2 separate regions of the Oryzias latipes genome follow, and region 2 is linked to region 1. Evidence: chromatin contacts called from public Hi-C data. All regions are on one chromosome and are shown on one strand. Each heading gives the region's core, a stretch centred on a gene start, on an enhancer-like site or on the middle of the called end of the contact. The rest is flanking DNA. Distances are from core to core; before and after follow the strand shown. Region 1 overlaps jarid2 (protein Jumonji). Region 2 has its middle 7.3 kb from the start of LOC101169467.

Region 1 (5,208 bases), core at 950-3,449:
ACTATATTTATCTCAAAAGAGATATTTAGATTTAGAACTTACATTTTTCCTTCTTTTCATGCTTTTTTTGGGTTTTTAGTCTGAAAAACAGCGTGTCAAATGTCTCATTTTCAACTCCCCATACTGGTGATCTGACCTTTGCAGCCTCGTAGCCCAGGTTCATCCAGTGTGGTGTGGCGAAGTGGACCGTCTCCGACACGCTGTAGCCACAGCACACTTTGGAGACAAAGGCACCGGGGAAGCAGACCACAAACTGGCCACTCCGCTGGACCGTGCGGTAAACCTTGATGCCTTCCCGGCATAGCACCTCTGGAGAGATCTGCCAGAGGAAGAACAGCGGTCATCGACCGAAGCAGCAACTTCAAACAGGATCCAAAGAAAAAGCTGGAGAAAACAGTCACCATGATGTTCTTCTCCAGCATTTCTAGTCCTGGCGTGCCGTTGGCTTGAAGCAGTGTGTGGACCACCTCGTCCAGCTTAGCCTTCTCCTCAGCAGGGACAGAATACCTGCCAGGACGGCAAAAACCATTTAGCTGAGGACTTTATGAGAGGAGAGCAGAAGCACCAACTCTACTTACCAAATGCAATCAGCACCAGTGTGTAAGTAATCAATATATGGAAGGCGGTTTTGGTCTCTAGACCAGCATGAGGTAGAAAAGACCATGCCAATGTTTAGCCAGGGAACAGTCACTCCTGCAAAGACACAAGACACAGCAAAGCATTAGGCGCCATTCATAAAGGCATGAAATAGAAATTCAAAAAGTTTAGAGTGCTTTGGAACAGAGAGGCCGATCCTTACCAGGCACAGCACCTAGATGCCTCAAAATGGATCCAGAGTTATTGGGGAGGACAGTGAGGTTCCAACCGTGTCTGAGAAGACAGAAAACAGAGATTTGTCCTGCGTTTGTGCTTCAGGGCGTCACGTTGGCGCCACGCCCGGCGCCTCAAACACGACACTCACTTTGAGAATGGCTCTGACTTTCCTGTGGGGAAACCGCTGCCGTGTGTGCTCGTGTCCACCTTCCCACAATGCACTGCCACGTGGGAGTCTCTCTGCTCTACAATCCTCCAGTATTCTTGCTGAAAGACAGAAAAAAGAAAATACAAATCATGATTTTAGCACCGATCTCACTTCAGGGGAAGATGGCGAGTCCACGACCACGTCAAACATCGGGCGCTGACCTCGACCTCGGCGGCCCCCGGCTCCTTGTTAAAGCACATGGTCATGGTGTTGCGAGCTATCCTGAAGAAGTTGGTCAAGGACACAGATTTCCCCTGCAACCAAAACATAATGTCAAACACTGGAAGGGATGATGATCAGGGGGTTGATGGGATTTGCAAAGTAAGAGCTGAAGCTGAATAAAACAATGAGTTAAAAAAAGACAGCTGGACATCAATGGACTCCTTCACTGCCAGACGGAGGAACACGCGTGTCCGTTTCTACAGCAAGCTGACCGCTCAGCACCAACAACACCGTCTCCTGCACTGTCTAACGCTATCCTCACTGCAATGACAGAAACAAGTCCAACATTTCTAACCCAGAAGTAGATTTGCTTTAAATAGGCAAAAAACAAATCTGCCAATGGGGTTAACAAAAAAGGTCTTACCTAAGAAAGATTTTCACGAACTAAGATTATTTTGCTATTGACAGACTTTCTTGATAAGGCAAAAACTAAGGATGTTTTTTTACCGTCTTACCATTCTGTTTTGCAGTTAGTGAAACTCTACCTTCATACACTAAAGACAAGCCTGTCCTGTCCTGTCCAGGTGGGACGGCCCTTCCCGTGTGACTCTGTCCCTCACAGGTCTATTGATCACTCCGGGTCGACTCACTCTATTAAATGGGGCGGGCGTTACCAAAGCAACAGAGACTGGAATCAAAAGAGCCTCAGATTTGGGGCGTTGGGTGTGTGGGGAGAGGAGCCACAGGAGCAGACAAACATGGCCGCCGCTTTCACGCAGTGACTGACAGCCTCCGCTCAAATCCCCGCGCCTTTACACCAAAACAAGTCATCTCCAAAGAGAAAGAAAAGGCGTTTAGGGTTAAAGTGATGAGAGGCGACAAAGAGCGAGGTCATCTGCCGATGGAGAAACCGCGAGGAGGGAGGGCTGCCGGGTAGAAACGGGAAGCTAACGCATAGAGACAGAGTGGAAGGGGGTTAGCATTGGGGATGGGGGCGGGGCTGTCGGATAGGTGTGGGGTGGGGGCTTCTGACCTACATTTCAGCTGGCCAGATCCTCACAGCTGCCCACAGGACGTGATGATGGGAACGCGACACGTGTGAGCGAGGAAGACCAAAGGCGCTGAAGAAAAAACCGAAGGATCGCCGGAGAAGACCGCCTCAAGACACAACAAGCTGCTGCCACTTCATGAGGAAATAAGACACACTATGTTGTGAAGTGAAAAGTGAAATGCTTTTTTTTTTGTTGCACTTTTTCTTTTTTTGTTGTTTTTTTTCTTTTCTTTTTTTTTTTTTTGCTTTTTTTTGTTCGGTAACCAAACCTTCTGCTGAACATTTGGAACGATTTGAAACCGCAGCAGCGCGTCAGCTGCTCCGATCTCATATAGTAAGACAAAAAAAACAGTCAGATGAAGCATAAAAAACTGAATTTTTGATCAAAGAGTAGGCAAAATATACAGTTTCAGTCATAAGTAGGTTATTTTACCTTAACCTCTGAGTTGATGGGATAGAACTGAAATGCACACAAGAGGATGCTAGGCTAAGAAAGGAAGTGTAAAGGGGCGTAAAGTCAGAGCGCCAATGAACCCTTGGTGCTCCGACTTCCACTATCAGTGGAATAAATCTTATTTTCAGGTTTGCAAATGGGTTTCCTTAACAAGTTAAAGAGTCGTGCTGTGGGCGGGGCCTGCTGATGTCATTTGAGGAAAGGTGGACTTCACCTCACGTTTGTCTCAATTCGGAATGAGCTCAGACAGTTAAAAAAGAAACAGACGAAAAGCAGCGAGCTCAACGGGCTTTTCAGCAAAAACCTGATAAAAAATGCCAGGATAGAAAAAAATAGAAACTAGTGGACGGTGTAAAAGTGTGTCTGATCAGTAAGATTAGACTAAAAAGTAAAGTTCAGGCAAATGAGGCTATGGGGAAGCAACGTCCACTGATGCTTCCCTGCCGTTGATGGAAACTGCTCACCTTTAAATGACAATAAGAGGTGTTAGCAGCACTTATTGACTTAAAGTCACATGACAGGCATAACAGGAAACACCCAGGGAACGGACATTCTTCTATCTGCCTCTCATCTGGGGTTTTAACCTTCGCGGCTTCTTCCTCCTTACCTTGTAAATGCATTTGTGTTGGTCGCCAAACAAGCCCCCATTTTCCTGCCCCGAGTGCGGCTCCTCCCCGTGCTGCCTGTCCTCTTTGCCTTGTTTTTCCTGAGCGAAGAGCCGGCGCCGACCCGCTTTGACCTGAGCCTTCAGTTCCTTCAAGCAGTGATAGACTCCGTTGGTGCGGTGATGCCCGGTCGTCCCTCCCACGATCCCGCCGACCAGCCCGTTCTTTGGCTCGTAGCGGGGCAGCGAGAGTCCGTTGGGTGCAGAGGAGTCAGAGAGGCCCTCCAGGGGGCCCCGCCGCGACTCCAGCCTCTTTTTGTCTTCCAGCACTTCTGCCAGCAGTCGAAGGCGCTCGTCGGCATTGAGTGAGTCGTAGGAGAGGATGTACTGGAGGTAGGCCTCCTGCAGCTTGGCCAGCCGGTCCTGCGCGGACTTGGGGATGCGCAGGAGGTCTGCAAGCTTGGTCCACTTCTTCAGGTCCATCACCTGCTGCATGCCCCCCATGTCGTTGATGAGCTGGAAAAAGCGCGACAGGTCCACTTCACAGCCACCTGCAGGAGGAGGACAGAAATCAGCTTCCACACATCTCTTTTGCAAAAACTCCAAACAAAAATGATGTGCAGGAAGAAGGTTCATTGCTCAAAACCGCATTCCGATAATCTTTTGATCCGTTCTAAAACCGTTCCCAGTCGGCTTCTAATGATAATTTTGCAGTTTTTAGCCAAAATCAAAAAAACCTGTTTCATTTTCTAGGACATAGTTTCTGCAGAAATTGTCAGTGCAGAGCACAGAGCAACCCCGCCCCCTTCCCCATCCCATTTCTGAGGGCTCTCTGTTTCAGCAAAGCAGGGAGCTTGTGGCCTGTCCAGCGTATTTTCTACGTGACAAATAAGCTCTTTTTCAAACAGGATTCTTTCATCTGCTTCTGCTTCATCATGATTTTGGATAAAGAAATAATTTAAGCTTAACTTTCTTTCTAGATGTCCTCCATCATCAGATGAATGCCACAAGAACCCCTGCTAACACAATGCTAGCCACTATATTCATCAGAGTGGATCTTTACACTATTTAGGTCATTCAGCAGTTTTCCATCACGTACCAATGACAGGCGGCTCCTCCATGGTAATGCCCTGAGATTTAAGGTGCTTGCGGATGCAAGCCATTCGCTGCACGTTGGGGCCCCAGCGTCGGCCAAGCATGTGGACCCTCTGCACCTGTGTTACAAAACGCATCTCCTCGTTCAGCTTGCACTCCGGCCGCCAGTCCGGCGGCGGCGCCACGCGGCACATGCCAGCCACCTCGGCCTGTTCCCTTACTGCATCCAGGTACACCAGCGGGTCCTGGAACTCCCTTGGAGCCGGCCGGAAGACCGGGGCTTCGCCCAGTGCCGCCCAGCCGTCCGGCCTGCTCCGCTGGCAGTCCCAATCCTTCTCCTGGTCTCGCTCCTTCTGACGGGTCAGGTCTTTCTCGCGCTCCCACTCCTTGTCGCGGTCGGCGGGCCGCGCGGCTGCTGGTTTGAGCTGAGCGGGGCTGTTGGTGGAAGCTGGGATAGAAGGGGAGGAGGACGAGGAGGAGGAAGAAACTGAAGTTTGTTGGGGGTCTGAGGTAGTGCTGCCAGAGCAGGGGTTTGGCGAGTGATTCTGTCCTAATGAAGGGGAGGAAGAGGAGGAGCTGCGACCGTGCGACCTGCTCTGCTGCTGCTGTGCTTGTCGTATCAACATCAGCTTGCCAGCTGACGCTCGCTTCGGTCTCTGGTTCAGCGGCTCCACATTGGCTGCTGGTGTAGAAGGAGGTGAGCTTTGTTTGGAGGGGGGGGTAACAGGCTGAGTTTGTTTGGGGGGAGGGGCAGTTTCTGAGTCGTGTCCGTTAGAAACTGGAGTGGTGGGGTTTTGCTTGCTCGCCTTCTCTTCATGTAC
Region 2 (5,208 bases), core at 777-3,276, 200 kb after region 1:
TACATTTAATATAGATCTTTTGTATTATGCATTAATGCAAAAACTAAATCTATTTTATTCTATTTTGTAATTGCATTCAATCTATTTAATTTAGACAGAATGGAGCTTTGTGGTCCATATATTTTCCTAAAGTTCCACATAAATTGGACACAAACTGGCAAGTTCCAAATGCAGATACCTCTCCTCTGTTCTGAACAGAACACTGGAAACAACATGATCTGGCAAACAAGTGGAGGGAACACTGGGATCATGGAAGGATGAGACAATTAAGTACAGGTGCACCCATTAAGATGACAGTACCCCCTCCTCAAGAGGCACCTCTGGGTGCACCGCCAGGCTTGCCCAGGTGGCGGCGGTGAAACTCACGAATGAGGGCTGGGTCCATGACCTCTCCTCAGGGCCATAACCCTCTCAGTCCACAAAGTATGGAAGACCCCTGCCCCGCCGTCTGGCATCCAGCAGGCATCGACCAGTGTAGGTTGGCTGACCATCTATGATGCCGGCGGAGGAGCGCTGAAGTTACAGAGAATTTCCCCATTGTTTAAAGAATTTCCCCATTGTGGGATGAATAAAGTTTTATCTTATCTTATCTTACAGACGAAGTGACGAAGGAAGGAAACACAACCCAAGAAACGCTGTTTACGATAAGTGGGGACATGCCAATTAGCTTCTGCACTCACCTTGGCCGGATCTGGCCTCACCTCCCCGCCTGCAATCACAAAGCCCAGGAAAGAAACAGAGGGGGAGTGAAACTGGCACTTCTCTGCCTTGACATATAGTTTATTCTCTAGCAACCACTGGAGAACCAGACAAACATGTCGCCTATGTTTGTCCAGGTCTCTGGAAAAAATCAAAATGTCGTCCAAATGGACGAATACAAAATGATGAAGAAAGTCCCTTAACACGTCATTAATCAAACCAGAAATATCCACACCTTATCAACCATGTCAACTAATCTGCAACAACAGAAAATGAATAAAATATGCACTTGATGTTTGGTGAAAGAGTTTATGACCCACATCAACAAGAGAAAGGGGGGGCTGGGTTGACAACTCTAACAGCTGAAGTTCCTATACAGCACATGTGTCAAACTCAAGGCCCGGGGACCAAATGTGGCCCTCCATGTCATTTCATGTGGCCCGCGAGAGCATAAAGGTTTTTAATTTCTTAAAATAAAAATTGGTATGTATTTATTTATATGTAGGGGGAATCAGACTTGAAATATCAGATTGGGCAACTATACATTAGGACTTAAACACTGTCCATATAACCTAACCTGACAGAATCAAATTTAAAAGGATTTATGCTAGAGTAACAAGCAAACTTATGTTTTCTATGCAACTTTAATTGTCTCTTAAAAAGTTATAATAAATAGATAATGAGTTATATAACATTAAGAAAGTTACGTTTATTTTTCATTACATTTAGGTACATGTATATGTTATATCTGGCCCTTTGAGGACAGCCACTATGCTGATGTGGCCCTCTGTGAAAATGGGTTTGACACCCCTGCTTTAGAGCCACAAATGCTGCAGTATAAGTCAGGAGGAGCTCATTTAGCCTAGTGAAAAACAACTGAACCAAATGTACTAAATGTGTTGGATCAAGTGTTTCCGGTGAAAGAAAATGCTGGAGAACACACACACTCATGCTCCTTTGTCACACCAGCTGTCTTTATGCATTTTTTTCCTTCCCTGCATTGACCAAAGCTATTGATAGATGGGATGTAGGAAGGCCAAATCAATAAACAAGAAAAGCTTTTTGCAGCCACAGTGACTGGAGGCAAATGTGTTTCCACATTCATTCCAGGATTCCGTGCTTGTGCGACATGTCTGCATTCTTGCATCCACCTGCATATGTTTGCGCCTAAAGTCACTGTGTGAAAACACCGTCTCTCTCTCTTCTGTCTTTCCTCAGGACGTGCAGAGCGGACTTGTTAATGTTTAATGCGCTCTCTCAGGAAGCAGGCACGCTCAGTGAGGCCCGCACACACAAAACCACTTCTACATCCCCCTAGCGACGCCACCCTCATTACCAGCCTGAGGTTTGACCTTTCACCCCTCGACCAGATGGCTGATGTTTTCAGTCTGAAGGCAGAAGAAGCAAATGAGTAGTGGCTCTACATTTCTCTTGAGAAGAAAAGTGCGTTGGAGGACGGAGGAGGTGTTTGAAGGATCAGAACAGATGCTGAATCAGGCAGGAACACGGGAATCTTCTATTTATCAGGAAGATTACTGAAAATCTTGTAGGATAGAACTCATGAAAATAAACAACAATGCCGCAAAAAGCATTTTCTGCCTCCAAAAGTCTTTTTTTTTTCCAGGCGTTCACCTTTTATAGTGAATCCAAGCTCCATTAAAAATGATCTGCTTTTGCAGAAGCGCTTCTCTCACTTTCCTCCACTGCCCTGTAAGCTTTGGTGACACCGGGACAAAGGCCAGATCAGGCTGCAGGCCTCTCCCACTTTGCACATCAAAAGATTCTCACAAATCACAAAGTCTTTGCAACTCACGCAAGACGGAAAGTAAGCAGGCCGCTAGTCTGAGAAGTGGCGCAGTAAAAGAGAGATCCAGACAATGAGTTAATGCAGGCCTGTGTACGTGCCTGAGCACATGTCCATCTGCGAGGGCTGGTATGACGATGGCACCCTCAGGTGGTGGCAACTCTATTATGTGTGTGTTGGATTTTTTTTTTTTTCGACCCAATAAAATGTGATTAAAGGTGTGTCTACTTCTTGTTTTAAAAAAGATGTCCTCTCAAACTGCCAACAGCTCACATCTGGTTCTGCTAGAGGTTTCTCTTGTCCTTCTTTATTTAGAGGAACTTTTTCTCTTCACTGTCACGTTTTGCTTGCTCAGTACAGAGATTACACCCACAACTCTTCAATATAAGTCGATTTTTTGTATACAAAAATACAGTTAAAACAAAGTGGCCATCTTGGAATGATCTCAACTGCATTGGATAATAATGACACCTAATCTATTTTAGTTAGATTGTGTTTTTGACCCTTAGTGCTGCACCTTAAAATCACCTTGGCACTTAAATAAGAGGACTTAAACAGAAGGAAAATACTTACAGACCCACTCTGATAATTAAGAAACCACTGGGAACGCTTTTAAAATAGATAAAAAGATGATCGGAGTCGAACTTTAAAGAAATCCACATAAATGCAAATGAAAAGTAGGAGTAAGTTAAAATAAATGTAAACATTAAACCCAAAAAGATCTAAAAAAAAAACAGCTATGAATAAAACATGAAAATGCACAGCTTAAGTCCTTTAACTTACAGCTAACTTGTTTTTTTTTATTAAAACATCTAAAAAGGGAAGTTATATATATATATATATATATATATATATATATATATATATATATATATATATATATATATATATATATATATATATATATATATATATATATATAAGAAGTCAGAAGTTTGAAACAATAGAGGAGAAAAATTCAGTTTGCCTTTATGACAAATACTCAAAAATACAGAAACAGAAACATATAGCAGAATAGCAGAAACAAAAACACCTTTTTATAAAGTCATTTATTTCACTCCAAGACACACAATATTTGTACAACTCCAACAACCCAGGTTCAAATTTGGACTGAGGTCTGTCAGTGAGCGGTTTAGGTTTCCTCCTTGACTGAGCTTCTCCCTTGTAGGTTATTGATTTTATACGAAATTGTGAGCCTCCATGTTGTTAGTTTTTAAAGGCCAACTAGAACGTGTCTGAACTCAAGAGCATCATTTTAAAGTTCTCTTCTACTTTTTTTTTAACTTTCAAGTCCTACTCTGATCACCTTTTGATCTGTTTTGAAATTGTTCCCAGTGGACTTTTATACCATTTTTAGCCAAAATCCAAAAACCTGTCATTTTCCAGGACATAGTTTCTGCAGAGTGGCAGGAGTTCATTAGACTTAGGTTCCGAGTTGTGCCACGTCCCATCATCCCTTAGTTTACACACTTCCCTGCTAGCTTAAAGCTGTGGAAAACCCAATGTAACATTAGCAGTGCAACAAAAATGGTGAGTAATATTGGAGCTATACAGTCGTACAGTTTTGAGCAATATGCCAGCTCAGACAAGGAAAACAAAGACGTACACGGATCTAGTCGTCTGCAAGTGGATGCATCAGAATGGAGCACAGCAGGGAGCGTGTGGTTACCCGTTCCAGTTTCAACGTCACAACTACAAGCTTTTTCCAATGGCAGTTTTTCCAGATTCACAACCACTTCACATCAGAGTGGGTCTTTAAACTGTAGCACAAATATAAATAGTGACTTCAATAGAAGTTTCCTGCAAGAATAGTGGTCTAGAATGGTTTAAAATGTCCTAATTTGAAACTTCCACTGAGCCTGTGTTTCATTTTGTTCAGTCTGATTGTGTTTCATGACTCAGTGTGATCCAAGGGCAACCCTTCATCTCTGCTTATGCCAAAGTACCACCGTGATGTCTGTTTAATACGACCTGAATTCCAGGACTTCAGTGTGTGTGTGGGTGTGTGTGTGTGTGTGCGTGTGTGTGTGTGTGTGTGCGTGTGTGTGTGTGTGTGTGTTCCTTCTCTTTAATCACAGAGTGAGTGGAGCAGAACAGTGCAAATAGATGAATCAGCCGGCTTTTGTGCTGTTCTTCCTGCCTCAAACGTGGCACTCATGCCATCTGAGTAACCGTCCCCGGATGTTTGTCTGTTCCTGTTAAGATGTTGGATCACTGAGAAGACGCCTTCATCTCCTTGTAGTCATCTCCTCTCTCTATGCCGTAAACGGACCACCTCCAGTGGAGCTGGATTTAGACTTGTAGTTGAATTAAATCGCTTACCACAATAAGCCATGTGTGTAAAGTGAGGCCACGTTGTGCCCTTCAACACAAACCATCTTGATGCCTGAAGGGAAGTTGTTTCTTGCCTGACTAAATTGAATTATTTTTTTTCTTCATTTTCCACTGTTGTCTTCCCATGTATTTTCTCTTTTTTTATTTCCACATCAAGTCTCTTCATTTTCTTCCTCCTTTCTTCCACTTTTTTAGTCTTTTTAGGAATTATTGCTACCTACTATTGTTATAAAAACTCTTACAAATCAGAAACCTCCTTTCGATATCTAGTTTTAGGCTACAAAAATGAATGAAGTACTGAGCCAAAATCTCTTGTTTTGCTTTGGCAGCTGTCTCTAAAATCTTTTTGTTTGACTTCTAGGGGAAAATAT

What was found. Hi-C and Micro-C count contacts between places; a contact is called where the count stands out from the background.
Region 2: a Hi-C map of embryo shows a contact between it and region 1, with 3 times the contacts expected there. The contact joins two enhancer-like sites. A contact is called at or near these places in 4 of 5 Hi-C or Micro-C datasets (embryo and fibroblasts).

The regions. Positions count from the first base shown.
Region 1 is chr11:23,736,847-23,742,054 of ASM223467v1, forward strand. It overlaps jarid2 (protein Jumonji), which reads right to left. Exons shown (of 18, transcript XM_023960183.1): 7 at 4,392-5,208; 8 at 3,296-3,843; 9 at 1,183-1,275; 10 at 962-1,080; 11 at 800-870; 12 at 579-693; 13 at 402-507; 14 at 137-319. Among protein-coding and RNA genes, the nearest start is that of dtnbp1, 40 kb to the left of the region's middle. Within about 2 kb of position 2,200, at least 1 of the 8 cell types and tissues checked has an H3K27ac peak or open chromatin away from gene starts, as enhancers often do. A contact at or near this core is called in embryo, where this site is marked.
Region 2 is chr11:23,935,150-23,940,357 of ASM223467v1, forward strand. No RefSeq gene overlaps it. Among protein-coding and RNA genes, the nearest start is that of LOC101169467, 7.3 kb to the right of the region's middle. Within about 2 kb of position 2,027, at least 4 of the 8 cell types and tissues checked have an H3K27ac peak or open chromatin away from gene starts, as enhancers often do. A contact at or near this core is called in embryo, where this site is marked.